2 separate regions of the Mus musculus genome follow, and region 2 is linked to region 1. The links are chromatin contacts, called in public promoter capture Hi-C maps. All regions are on one chromosome and are shown on one strand. The core of a region is the stretch at or near the end of the contact, and the rest is flanking DNA. Distances in the headings are between cores, read along the strand shown. Region 1 holds the start of Abhd4 (abhydrolase domain containing 4). Region 2 holds the start of Rabggta (Rab geranylgeranyl transferase, a subunit).

Evidence for each region. Promoter capture Hi-C pulls out the DNA fragments that hold promoters and counts their contacts.
Region 2: a promoter capture Hi-C map of pre-B cells shows a contact between it and region 1, with 3 times the contacts expected there. The contact joins the promoter of Rabggta here to the promoter of Abhd4 in region 1. A contact is called at or near these places in 2 of 39 promoter capture datasets (liver and pre-B cells).

What each region holds. Positions count from the first base shown.
Region 1 is chr14:54,255,970-54,262,407 of GRCm38.p6, reverse strand. Abhd4 (abhydrolase domain containing 4) reads right to left here and starts at 3,125. Exons shown (of 7, transcript NM_134076.3): 1 at 3,089-3,125; 2 at 694-782. The coding sequence starts at 3,111.
Region 2 is chr14:55,719,720-55,726,157 of GRCm38.p6, reverse strand. It overlaps Rabggta (Rab geranylgeranyl transferase, a subunit), which reads left to right and starts at 3,895. Exons shown (of 17, transcript NM_001360387.1): 1 at 3,895-3,957; 2 at 4,258-4,314; 3 at 4,453-4,563; 4 at 4,898-5,022; 5 at 5,195-5,382; 6 at 5,651-5,854; 7 at 6,279-6,362. The coding sequence starts at 4,312.

The DNA of each region.
Region 1 (6,438 bases), core at 1,876-4,375:
CATGGGAAGCAAGCCAGGAAGCCACATTGCTCTATGGTCTCTGCTTCAGGTCTTGCCTCTAGGTTACTGCCTTGGCTTCTAAACTTCATGATGGATTGTAACCTGTAAGCCAAATAAACATTTCCTCCCCGAGTTTGATTTGGTCAATATTTTAATCTCAGGAACAGAAAGTGAACTAAAACAGCCTCATCCATCTTCGGCCTCCTTAGCCCGGCCTTAGACAGAACCCTAAGTCAGGTTAGCAAGAACTGTCACGTGGTGTGCCCTGTTCCCCCATCTTTAGATCTGATCCAGTGAACCAACTTCTATTTTTTTGTGTTAAGTCCTTGACTTTTCTTCAGCAAGAATCTTGCTGAGTTCACTCAGAAGAAACTCCCCGTCTTGAGGTCTTTAGTAATCTCCATCCACTGACCTTGTCCGTTCCTTAGCTCTAAGTTCCCCAGCTGTTCCTGTAGCATGGGGAACTGGGAATGTTATCATCCCAGTGATGACAGGTCGAGGGCGTTGAGGGACCACTGTCGTGGAATACTTTGTTGTCTGTCTGTATCCTCCCTGCAAGCCAATGATTTTCTTTCCTCTAACCCATACTCTCCTAATGAGGAATCAGGGGGCTCAGTGGACCCAGGTTGGGGAAGATCCTGTATCCTTTCCAGGCCTTTTAAAGGGGAGGAGCAAACTGTCCCTTCTACTTACACTGGAGGATCCTGGCTTCCACATTCTTCAGTTGAGACATGGAAGTGGGGCGCCAAGTGGGGAGCCAGCTACTCAGCCAGCCCTGAGGCCTACAAGACACAAAGGTACTTACTGACAACACTGGAAAGAAGCCACTGTTCCCAGCCTTGCTGATAGCTCCTAGAGTTATCAGGGTACAAGGTGTCTCCCAACTTCAGGAGGCCTGCCCTTCATGGTCTTCAATATCAGCAATGCCTAAGCAGTCCGATAGATACACTGTTACTCTTTCCTTAGGCAAATGGCTATTAAGAACAATGGCCCTTAACAGATAGCAGATACCATGAACACAAAACTTGACTCTTTTGTATTTATTACCTTCCTGGAGCTTTACAACTCCTCTTTGTTGCTGGTTATTTTAATCTATGTTCAAGGAGATTACAGAGGGAGAGGGAGAGACTTTCACTAATATTTCCATTATTCTTTGTCACTCTCAAAACTAGCTGTTATTTTAGGGTATTACAGACAAATTCCCATGCCATCTGCTGTCATGCATGCTTCTGGAAGTTTGGGGTGCTGTTAGTGCCTGATTGGGGAATCCATCCATCAGGGATGAATTTAGAGCTGGGGCAGGCAAGGACCAAGGGGTAAGATATCTAGATTCATGTCACCAAAAGACACAGGTGGCCTCTGGCCCATTTTTCAGGTTGTAAAACTAGGAGAAAACTTGCCTATGTCCTAGAGTAAAACTGGTAACTTATCCTACTTTCCCTTTCACACCCAGTGACTCAGCCACTGAAGAGCAGAGGTGCCAAGCACTGGCTCTGGAGTATACAGAACTCCTGGGTCTGAACTATAGACCCACAAGTGAGGAACGGAAGGGGTTGAGGTCCAGACATACAGTGAACCTTGACAGGTGCCTGCCACAAATGTAGTTCTTGTTCTACCTTTCCTGTCTTGCATGCTTTCTCTCTTTTTGTGAACTCTGCCTAGGTGAAGGTAAGAGGATGGTTGCAGCAAGGGCTTGTGGGTTTGAGCAGGAGAAGATGATGGCATCCTTGGCGGAACCATCCCAGCTACTCATAGCATACACAATGGGCACCCTGAGTATCATGGGAACTCGCTGGATGAAGCACCAATACCTAGACCACAGATCTTGGCCAGTCTCAAAAGAGAGACTTCCTCTTTGCATTGTAGGCTATAACAAGTCAGACCATGACACCTGAACGAACCCCACACATCTCTAACTCTGGACAGCAGAGCTCAAGAGAAATGCTTCCCTATGAGACAGCAACACTGGCAGCAGTCCACACAGGCCTGGAAGGGGTGGGGGTTGGGGGACAGGGAGCTATGGGCACAGCTTGGCCTTTCTTCTGTACAAACAATCCAGAAAGAGAAAAGGCAACAGTGCCTGTCACACTGTGTGTCAGTGCTATTAGGGAGGTGAGAGCTGAGGTGGGAGAGTGAGGCAAGCAGCCTCTTAACATTGAGCAAGTCTCTGAATTTCTATGGGCATCCGCATCTGTTGCTTTATTTGTAAAACGGAGCTGAATGACCTGAGTCTTCTTTGGCTCTAGTGCCGTTTCCCGCAAGTCACTGTAGGCACCATAAATTTCCTCTTAGAAAGCAATACTCTTCTTGGGCAGTTCTTTTAGGTCCCTTACACGATTGTTTACTATTGATACAAAGTTATTTCGTTGTTCTGCAGATCCAAAAGGACAAATATTAGGTCAAGGGAAGGCCCTGTTCCTGTGAAACCCTTGGAGCTGAGTCATTCTCCTCTAAGCAACTTTTTCCCGATCCTGTTAGACCACCATCACACAGGTGGCATCTCAAACTTGATGGCCTTGGGCGAGCAGTAACCACATCCCAATCTAACAAACCTACTTCTGAAACCACGGCAGTAAGCATGTGTTTATGATTAAGAACACTATCAACTAGGATTGCAAGCAGAACGTAAAGGCGGCCAAGGGCTAAAGGAATTTGCAAGCCAGTTCCACACTAATTCCATCGCAGTGGAGACTTCTCCTACCCATGCCTTGTCCTTCAAGGGCTTTTCACACCCACGACTTTAGTTCCGGGCAAGTCTCCACAAGCACCACGTCCGCATCGGGAAGAGCTAGCTTATTCCTCGTGCTTTACCACTAATCTAACTGGGCTACCAGAGGGGCGATCGCGAAGACTAGTGGAAAGTCAGAGTCCCCAGGCTGAACGCAAGCTTAACCCTCAACACTCTCCCAGCTCCGCAGCCTTCTCATCTCTCAGCGCTCCCGGGGCTCCTGAGCGCAACCCATCCCTCCCTGGAAGCCAACCTGAAAGGAAAGGCGGGGAGTCTGAAGCTGTCCGCAACTACAGACAGTCCCCGGATCCTGGCCCGGACAGATAGAGACAGAAAGAGAAACGGACAGGAGTAACTCACTGCTGCTCCAGATCATCAGCCATAGTAAACAAGCCCTGCCGGGTCGAGCTGAGCCAGCCCATCCCTCCGCTCGACGCCAGAACCAGCTGACCCAGGGAAGTATCGGATAACAAAGGGGGCGGGGCCGGAGGCGGGGCCTGGGTCGCTAGCGGGGTTCTAGCGGGCAAAGTTGGCAGACCAACCGACTCAGCACATGGACAGCAATCAGTTGGGTGCTTCCTTCTGTTTGCTCCCTCTGGCCTGCGTCCAGGCTGAACACTACGGTCCCACAAAAGTAGGCTCCTTAATCCGGATCACATCCCTTTGGGGGACAGTGAGGGAGACAGGAAGACAGGTAGTTTAAAACTCAAAGTTCCTCACTGGAATGCCACCAGCCCCGCCTCCACACCTCCTTCAATTAAAGAGTGAAGGAACTGCTTTGCCTCTTGCTCACGTTCTCAAGCTTCCCTCTGTATCTCAGGTCACAGACGCTTCATCTGCCTTGGTAGTCCTATGGAAATGGTTTAGATGTCCGTGGAGTCATAAGGGTGCTTCCTATAAAAGGGCCTCGGATATTGTAACCCAAGATTTCCCGGTTCCAGAAATACAAAAAGCATGCTGCCTAGTTAAATTTTAGACAGCAAAGTTTAAAGCTAAGTAGGCTCCCTGTAGTATTTGGGGCATCCTGTATTCACAGCTCTAAGATGAGGGGTGACACCTGTCAGCATAAGCATTTCTCTGTTCTGGGGATGTCTTGCCTCAACCTACTTTCCAAGGAAAAAGTAGCAGTATCCTGCTTCCTTCCATTCGGTGGACCTCCCAGAGGAGGGCCAGTTAAAGGCCTAACGCATAAGGCTGGGCGTGATTAGGTATGTGGATATAAGATTAAGGATGTGGGATGTGAAGTGACTTAACCCAGAAGTTTTGAGCACATTTCAGGCTGGCTCGGCAGAGAGGCGGGACACATCTTGAAGCTGGCTTCAGAATTCACTTGAAATGGCAAAGGGGGTGTGGCATCCCTGGAGCCGCTCCCTTTCTGATTATCCACTGCAGTAGTTTAATCATACTTAAGGGGAAAGAATCTACTGAGGACTCTCTCTCTCTCTCTCTCTCTCTCTCTTACACACACACACACACACACACACACACACACACACACACGTCAAGGTGTATGTGTCCTGGGTTGGCCTCACATTGGATGTGTATCTGAGGATGATCTGTGCTTCCGAGTCTCCTGTTTCTATCTCTGGAGTGCTGGGATTATAGGGTATTCTGCCAGGCTTGTTGATTCAGGATTGTGGATCGAACCCAGGGCTTTCTGCTTGCTAGCTAGGCACTTTAGCAGTGGAGCTATGTTCCTAGTCCTACAGTATTTTTCTTTGGTCTTCTTGAAAGACCGAAGAGAACCTGAGATTTATTCTTTCCAGAAACACAATGTTAAACTGATCATTATAAGGGTTTAAAGTTGAAGAGAACTGGAATTTTCAGAAATGTCCATCCATGATTTTAGCCAAGCTCAGTGGTCCCACAATTCACTATACACAGTCATTGGGTAGGCTTGATAACAACGCAGCCTCCTGATTGCCATCCTCAGAATCTAATTCAGTTAGTTTGGTTTGAGGCTAGAAAGCTGCTTTTTTTTTTTTTTTTTTTTTTTTTTTGCATTGAAGGTGCTGGTGTTCCAGAAGACACACTAGTTAAACAAATAGAACCCATGGCCAGAAGTCTGGGTTAAGTTCAAGTTCTTAGCTTTGTCATTTATTTCCTGATCTTGGGCAAGTCATTTTGTCTGGCTGCTGCTGCTTCTGGAGTGTGTGGCTTGTGAGAATTCACTAAGGCAATTCAAAGAAGATTTAGCATATGTACTTTAACAATGATGTATCTTATGTCCAAAGCCAAACATTATGTTACACAAAGAATCCAATGATAAAAAGAAAGGAAGTCATCTTTTTTGGTGGTCCCCCCCCACAGACTCCCCAGGCTGGTTTTGGAGAGCTGGCAACTATGTAGTCAGAACTTAGTTCAAACTTCCCTCCTTCTAAAAGAGACCCCCATCATCAGGGCACCACATGACTTTAGTTTATTTTCCTCAGAACACCATTTTAAAAGGCTCTTGCATAATCCATACTCATTTGCCCCTCCTCCAGAAATTAAGTTTCAGGGGGGAGTCTTGTCTGTTTAGCACCCTGCTTTGCTCCCTGCCCACAGCAAGGTATGTGCTTGGCACTTGGTGAATGCATGGACAAGCAGGCTAGTAAGCATGCCTGGCTGACAGAATGAAGCATTAAGTGCTAAGAATGAAGTACTAAATTCTGAGGGTACTAAGTACTAAGTAGCTGACAGAATGAAGTACTAAGTTCTAGGACAACAAAAGCTCCCATAATCTGATAACCTATAAAATGTGGGTCCTTTTGGGAAAGGCTGATCAGGTGCGACTGGTATTAGGACTTTAGATTCTAGAACATATATGCAGAGAGCATTAGTATTCTGTCTCCACATGTTCCAAATAAGCGTTAGCATAGTTGTTTAGAAGGAAGAATTTCAAGTATATGGAAAATGTTCTTTATAACAAAAGTTATCCTAAGGTATTCCCAGAATTGATATAACTCAGGATTGAGTAGATCTTCTAGAATTATATACAATGAAATGAACTCTTGGTACCTACTCTAGACAGGCCTCTGGAGAGAAAAATGTATTCTCCCCTTCTTATCTTGAAGTCAAGACACATATGGAAGAATATATCCTATCTTAAAAACATATCTTTTAAAACATACATGATTTGATACAAAAAGAGTACATAAAGTACTGTACTTTTTTTTATTTTTTTTCTGGTTTTGTTTTGTTTTTGTTTTTTTTTTTTGAGACAGGGTTTATCTGTGTAGCCCTGGCTGTCCTGGAACTCACTCTGTAGACCAGGCTGGCCTCCAACTCAGGAATTCACCTGCCTCTGCCTCCCAAGTGCTGGGATTAAAGGCGTGCACCACTACTGCCGGGCTGATAATATAATTTCTTAGGAGAAAGAATGGAAGAATCACAGAGTATGCCCCCTCTACTCTCCCATATCTTATATTGTGGAGCACCTTAGTAATGAAGCCTCTAAGGTCTTCTCTGACTTCTGATTTGACTTAAAACCCAATGTGTCTTTGCCAGTCATCAGATTTACAGTGCTAGCATCATCTTTTGCATGCCCAAAGTATTGGAGCTTTGCAGTATGGCCGAGTTTTAATTATTTGGAGAAACAGAGGTCGTTCATGTCAGAATGAATAATTGTTAGCAAGTGCAAACATCTTCTGGGCATTTATCATGGGCTCTGGACTTTGCTGCTTAATGTTTGACATTATTTCATTTAACCCCAACGAAAACAGTGCTGT
Region 2 (6,438 bases), core at 2,646-5,145, 1.5 Mb before region 1:
TTGGGAGGCAGAGGGAGGTGAATTTCTGAGTTCAAGGCCAGCCTGGTCTACAGAGTGAGATCCAGGACAGCCAGGGCTACACAGAGAAACCCTGTCTCGAAAAAAAAAACCATAGAAACAAACAAACAAACAGAAAAAGAAAAAGAAAAGAGAGAGAGAGAGAGAGAGAGAAAGAAAGAAAGAAAGAAAGAAAGAAAGAAAGAAAGAAAGAAAGAGAATTCAACTGCTCAATTGCATTAGCCACATTTCAGCCTGGGAGCCTGGGACTAAAGCAATAGTTTGAGACAATGCATAGAATGAATGGGGTTTTTTTTGTTTGTTTTTTTTTTTTTTCAGTGTCAAGAAAGTCAGAGGGCTAAGGGCATGGTTTATTGGCTCCGTTTGCTTAATACCAACAAGGCCCTATAGTCTCCAGTACTGAAAAGAAAAGGAGAGGTGGGGGTTGCAGGCTGGGGAGGTGGCTCTGTGAGTAAAGTGCTTGCTATATGACTGTGAAAACCTAAGTTCAGCTCTCCAGCATCCAACAGCCACGTAAAAGCCTGTATTCATACGTAACCTCTGCAGTGGGGGTAGGGACTACCACAGCAGCCTAGGAAGCCGGCTGAGGTGTGGCACTCCAGAGTTAGTGAAAGACCCTATATCTTTTGGTTGGTTGATTGGTTGGTTGGTTGGCTGATTGGAACATGTTCTCACTATGTAGCCTTGGTGTGGTAGCACATGGAACTCATTGTGTAAACCAGGCCTCAAACTCATAAAGATCCACCTGCGTTTGCTTCTTGAGTTTTGGGATTAAAGGCGTGACCTCACGCTGCCACAGAGAGTTCTATTACACAGGGCTTCACTAACCATAACCTCTAAGACAGCAGAAATAAAATTTGGTTTTGGCATAGTTTGACTTGGTTGTTTTGCCTGAGACTGGATTCCTGAAGCCTAGCAGTCTATGGCAGGCCAGGCCTGATGCTAAAGACCAGTGATCGAATACACACAGAGGACCCCAGGTTCAATGCCTGCCTCTTCCTTACTCCCTGTACCTCTGGAGCATGGCTGCCTGCCGAGCTTTGACTGTGGCTCACGGTCCCTTCCTTCCTTCCAACCAACTCATATTTGGGCTCTGCTCAGGGTCCTGGAAATACTGTGTGTGCCGATGCCCTCCACCCCCTCTCTGTTTCCTCATTGTGTGATGTGGGTGATGATACCTACTTATGCCCACAGTGCTTTAAGCAAGCTGACTAGTCTTTACCGATGTTCAAATCCCTGCTTTCACAACAAACAGAAAAATCTCTGCAAATATCAGCGCACAGCTGCCTGCTTCCCACTCCCTCGAGGTGAAGGCCAACTATAACTCACAATGACTCCTCTTGCCACTACGTAAGAGGCTTGTCATCAATTCTTTTATTCTTATCTGTGAGGGCACCTGGCTTAGCATCCCTCTGCCAGCTGCCTGAGTCTGTTTGGTTTCTCACCCGCAGCTGCACGCCACACATGTCTGACATGCCCTTCCTGCCTTCTCTTTCCAAAACACAGGCCCCTCCTTTTTTGAATGCAGATGTTTTTCACAATACTCACTTCCTCTCAAGCCTGCCTGACTCAGCTTTGCCAGTTTCAAGATTGCTAATTATTTAATCGGCTCCCTTGCTTACCTCACCCTTCCCCCGCCCCCTTCCCTCCTCCCTTAGTAACTATGATGTAACACTGTGTTTGGCAAACCTTCACCGGTTGGCATCTGTATTTCTGGTATCTGGTTGCATGTCTGAGTGCCTACAGAACAAGAAACAAGATCCAGAAGTTGCCAAACAGCAATAACAACAAAATATGGATGTTGAGGGGAGACTAGCCCAGAATCACGGCTGTCTTACCTGGTACTTACTACTACTACTTGGGTGGCCCTCAGCAAGCTAGTAATCTTTTTGAACCTCCATTTCTTGCATGTTTGTCAGGAAAAATAAAAATAATAACTATAATACCTTTGCTATATTATTATTTACTGAGTATTTATTCAATATAGTCATTATTCAAAGCACTTCACACCGGTAGTTTATTTAATCACAACATCAACTCAAGCATCTAGATAAATTTTTCTTCTATGATTGTTTTGTTGTTGGAGCTTTTTGTTTGTTTGTTTGTTTTGTTTGTTTCTTCGTTTGTTTTTGAGATTACATAGCAGAAACTAACCCGGAACTCCTTTTCTAACCCAGGCTGGCCTTGAACTTGGGGTTCTTTCTCTTGTCCCATGCCTTGAGGTTACAGGTGTTCTCTAAGACATCCAATCCAGCCTTTTAACTTTTTCACTTAACATCTCAGTGCATATCCCAGGCTGGCTTCAGACTCAGGGCCTTCCTGCCTCAGCCTCCCAAGTGCTAGGATTGCAGGTGTGAGCCACAAAGTTAGGCTGAGACGTATTTTTAATCACTCTGCTTTGGCTTCCACATGTGGTCCTCTGTGTGTGTGTGTGTGTGTGTGTGTGTGTGTGTGTGTGTGTGTGTGTGTGTGCGCGCGCGCTCACATGCATTAAAAATACAGAGCTCCCATCACAGTGCCAGGAGCAAAGATAACCAGTGACTCAGCTGTTTCCCCCACTGGGACTGAAGTACACAAGGCCAGAAGAAGCATCTCTTTTCTTCTAGAATACGTTACCTAAAAGAGGACCTAGAAAAGGGCTGGGCAGGTAGTGGATACTTTAAATCTGTCTCCATGGCTCACGGTGAATGAAAGTAGAGAGAACACAGGATGAAGAACATTGCAACAGCCTTAGTGGCAACTGCACTGAATGGTTATTAAAGAGACTAAAAAGCTTTGAGAACACTGCCACTTAGTGCAACAATGATGATAAAGCTGGCACTCAGAGGGGGGAGACGGGGGGGGGGACTCTTTTTTAGCTTTTAGAGTTTGAAATATCTCTAGGACATATAAGCGAAACTACATTTTTCTTCTTTCTGGTTTTTTAGACAGGGTTTCTCTGTGTAGCCCTGGCTGTTCTAGAATTCGCTCTGTAAGCCAGGCTGGCCTCTAACTCAGAGAACTGCCTGCTTCTACCTCCTGAGTGCTGGGATCAAAGGCAGTGTGCCACCACTGCCCAGTGATACTCAATTTTTAAAAAAATTAGAAACCTCACTATTATCTTAAACTCTAGACCCTCCTGTGTCGACCCCCTGAGAAGCTGAACATTACAAACAGCACCACTGCCTCTAGCTTTTGACCATGTCAACAAATACATATACTGCTATATAATTGTCACTATCATTATGCTTGTGGACGTCTGGACTGGAGAGAGGTTTGGGTGCCATATAGTAACCATGAATGTAGATGAAATCAAGAGAACAGGAAGGAAACCGAGAACTTTTGGCAGCCAGAACTCGCTGATAGCAGGTTGCTGGAGAAACTTCTTCACTTAGCCTGGAAAGGGACTCTAGCCAGCCTGAGTTTGGCAAACATGGCTCTGTCAGGCCTTGCCCTTCTCTCCACTCCCTCTGTCTTGCTAAAAACGTTAGATTGAGTTCCTAAAGCTAGCTACCGAGATCCGTTCCCTTATTCACCTCATCCTAACACAGGATTTCCCCTTTTACCTTTATAAACTGCCACTCTCCTATGGGCCATGCCTGTCTCCTCTCTATTCAAAGACAGTCCTTTGTCCCCTCTTCGAGAGAAATACCTGCCCCCCCCGTCCCCCCCCTCCCCTCTTCTCTTTCCCCTTCTCCATCTCCTGTCTTGTCTCTTATTCCTATACTTCGTCCCTCTAGGGCAAATAAAGCTCCTTTGTCCTGAAAACTTGGTCTTGGGGTGTCCTGAGCCGATACCAGTCCCTTCAAGGCTGCAGTTTGAGTTGCGAATGGGAAGAGCCAGGCCTGCAGGGGGCGCAGCGCCTCGTCTCCGCACCTCACACAGCACGGAGCCGCTCTAGCCACACTGGGACTCGGTGGCGGCCGGAGTTGCACGTCCTGGCACCTCCTCCCTGAGCAGGTGAGTTCGCCGGTGGAGGAGGGGGTGCAAGGGTCCACGGGACGGACGGACGGGCGGGCGGGCACTGCTCTCTATATGCGCGGCGTGTGCCTCGGCCCTGACGGGTGGGGCTTCGGAAAGATCCGTGGGGACGGAGGCCGTGGTTGTGGTGAGCGCTTCCTCCTGACCTCACAGTGCCAGCCGCCGGCCCCCTTTTAACTCACGGGGATCCTTATCCTGGGCCTGCTGGCAGCTTCCGGGAAACACCTGGGGGGCGGGGCCGTGTGGGCGGGGTTCTGTGATTGACATCTCTTTCGGCAGATTGAACGGGCTGCCTCCGGACCCCTCCCCTATCGCCAACGCTGAGCCGAAACCATGGTGAGAACCCTGAGCTCAGCCCCTTTCCCCTGCATGCCCATGCCCTCATCCCACGTGGCTATCTCGGCCGGGCTTCTGCAAGACTGCCCTTGCGAGGCAACCGGCGTTCATATTATCCTATCCTCATATCCCTGGTAGCATGGGCGCCTGAAGGTGAAGACGTCCGAAGAGCAGGCAGAGGCCAAAAGGCTAGAGCGGGAACAGAAGCTAAAGCTCTACCAGTCAGCCACTCAAGCTGTCTTCCAGAAGGTGGGGCCCTCGGAGGTAGTCCCCAATAATACAAAGACCAAAAGCTTGACCCTAGAGTCAAACTGTAGGGATCCAAATTTTGATTCTGTCTGTTGTTGCTGTATTGCCTTGTTCGAGTCACTGGAACTGCCTTCATCTGTAAAATGGAGCTGATGATTGCACAACCTGTGTACGAGTATTGCAAAGATTAAGTGAGAAAATACCTGTTAGGCCATGTAAGGTTTTGCACAGTACCTGTTGCATAGTGCCACTATTGACTGGTTCAGAGTTTATAATGTTTAACCTAGAGCTGGGGAAAGGCTGTGGTCCCTGACCCTATAACCTGTCTTCACAGCGGGAGGCAGGCGAGCTGGATGAATCCGTCCTAGAACTGACAAGCCAGATTCTGGGAGCCAACCCTGATTTTGCCACCCTCTGGAACTGTCGCAGAGAAGTGCTCCAGCAGCTAGAAACCCAGAAGTATGTAGTAGTTCAGGTCTCTGCCCTGGCCCTCGCCTGGGTGCAGAACTGGAGGAGGATTGGGGTAGCCGGGCATAGAGATAGGATAGTAGGGGGACCAGATACAAGAAGGGAGGGACAAGTTGGGGTTGGATGTTGGAAGGCTCTAACCCCCCTTTCTCTTGGGGTCCAGGTCCCCTGAGGAGTTGGCTGCTCTTGTGAAGGCAGAACTAGGCTTCCTTGAGAGCTGTCTGCGTGTGAACCCTAAGTCCTATGGCACTTGGCACCACCGCTGCTGGCTGCTGAGTCGCCTGCCTGAGCCCAACTGGGCCCGGGAGCTGGAGCTGTGCGCTCGCTTCCTCGAGGCCGATGAGCGGAACTGTACGTGTCCACAGTCCTGTCCCTACAAACCTCATGGGCCCCGCATCCTGGTACTGGGTCCTCAGAGCGGGGAGGGATACACAGGATCTAGCACCAGCATCCTGGTAGTGCTGAAAGGGATGGCGGAACCAGATGTATGTATAGGAGCAGTCTATGTAGTTTGCATGGAGGAATTGCTAGGGCTCTCTGAGGAATTCTGGGGGCCGTCAGTACAGTAGCTCCTCTTTGTCCTGCGTCTGAGATAGGCTCCCTCCCTCAACCTCTCTAGTTCATTGCTGGGACTATCGGCGATTTGTAGCTGCACAGGCTGCTGTCGCGCCTGCAGAGGAACTAGCCTTCACTGACAGCCTCATCACCCGGAACTTCTCCAACTATTCTTCCTGGCATTATCGCTCCTGCCTCTTGCCCCAGCTGCACCCCCAGCCAGACTCTGGCCCCCAGGGACGGCTCCCTGAAAATGTACTGCTGAGAGGTGAGTGGGCCTAGACCAGCAGTTCTCAACCTGTGGCTTGCGACCCCTTTGGGAGTTGACCAACCCTTTTCATTGGGATCGCCTAAGACCATCAGGAATATCAGGTATTTACATCATGATTCATCGCAGTAACAAAATTACAGTCAGCAAGGAGCAAAGAAAATCATTTTATGGTTGGGGGGGTCACCACAACATGAGGAACTGTGTTAAAGGATTGCAGCATTAGGAAGGTTAAGGACCAGTGGCCTAGAGGATCCTGGCAAGGATTTTGCAGGAGCACCCAGTCCTGATGGCTGCCTAGCCCCGCTCTGCACCACCTTATTTAGCTCCTCCTCCTCACTGACACACGCAGTTCCTGTGTGACGCTTGGGCTGGAGAGAGTTGGGATCCTACCATGCTGACGCAACCTTCCTGGCCCCCACAGAGCTGGAGTTGGTGCAGAATGCCTTCTTTACTGACCCCAATGATCAGAGTGCCTGGTTCTATCACCGCTGGCTCCTGGGGCGGGGTAAGCAGTGGGGGAAGGGCAGGATGTTTGAGACTTAGAAAGAAACAAAGATGACATTTAAGGTAAACCGAGGCTG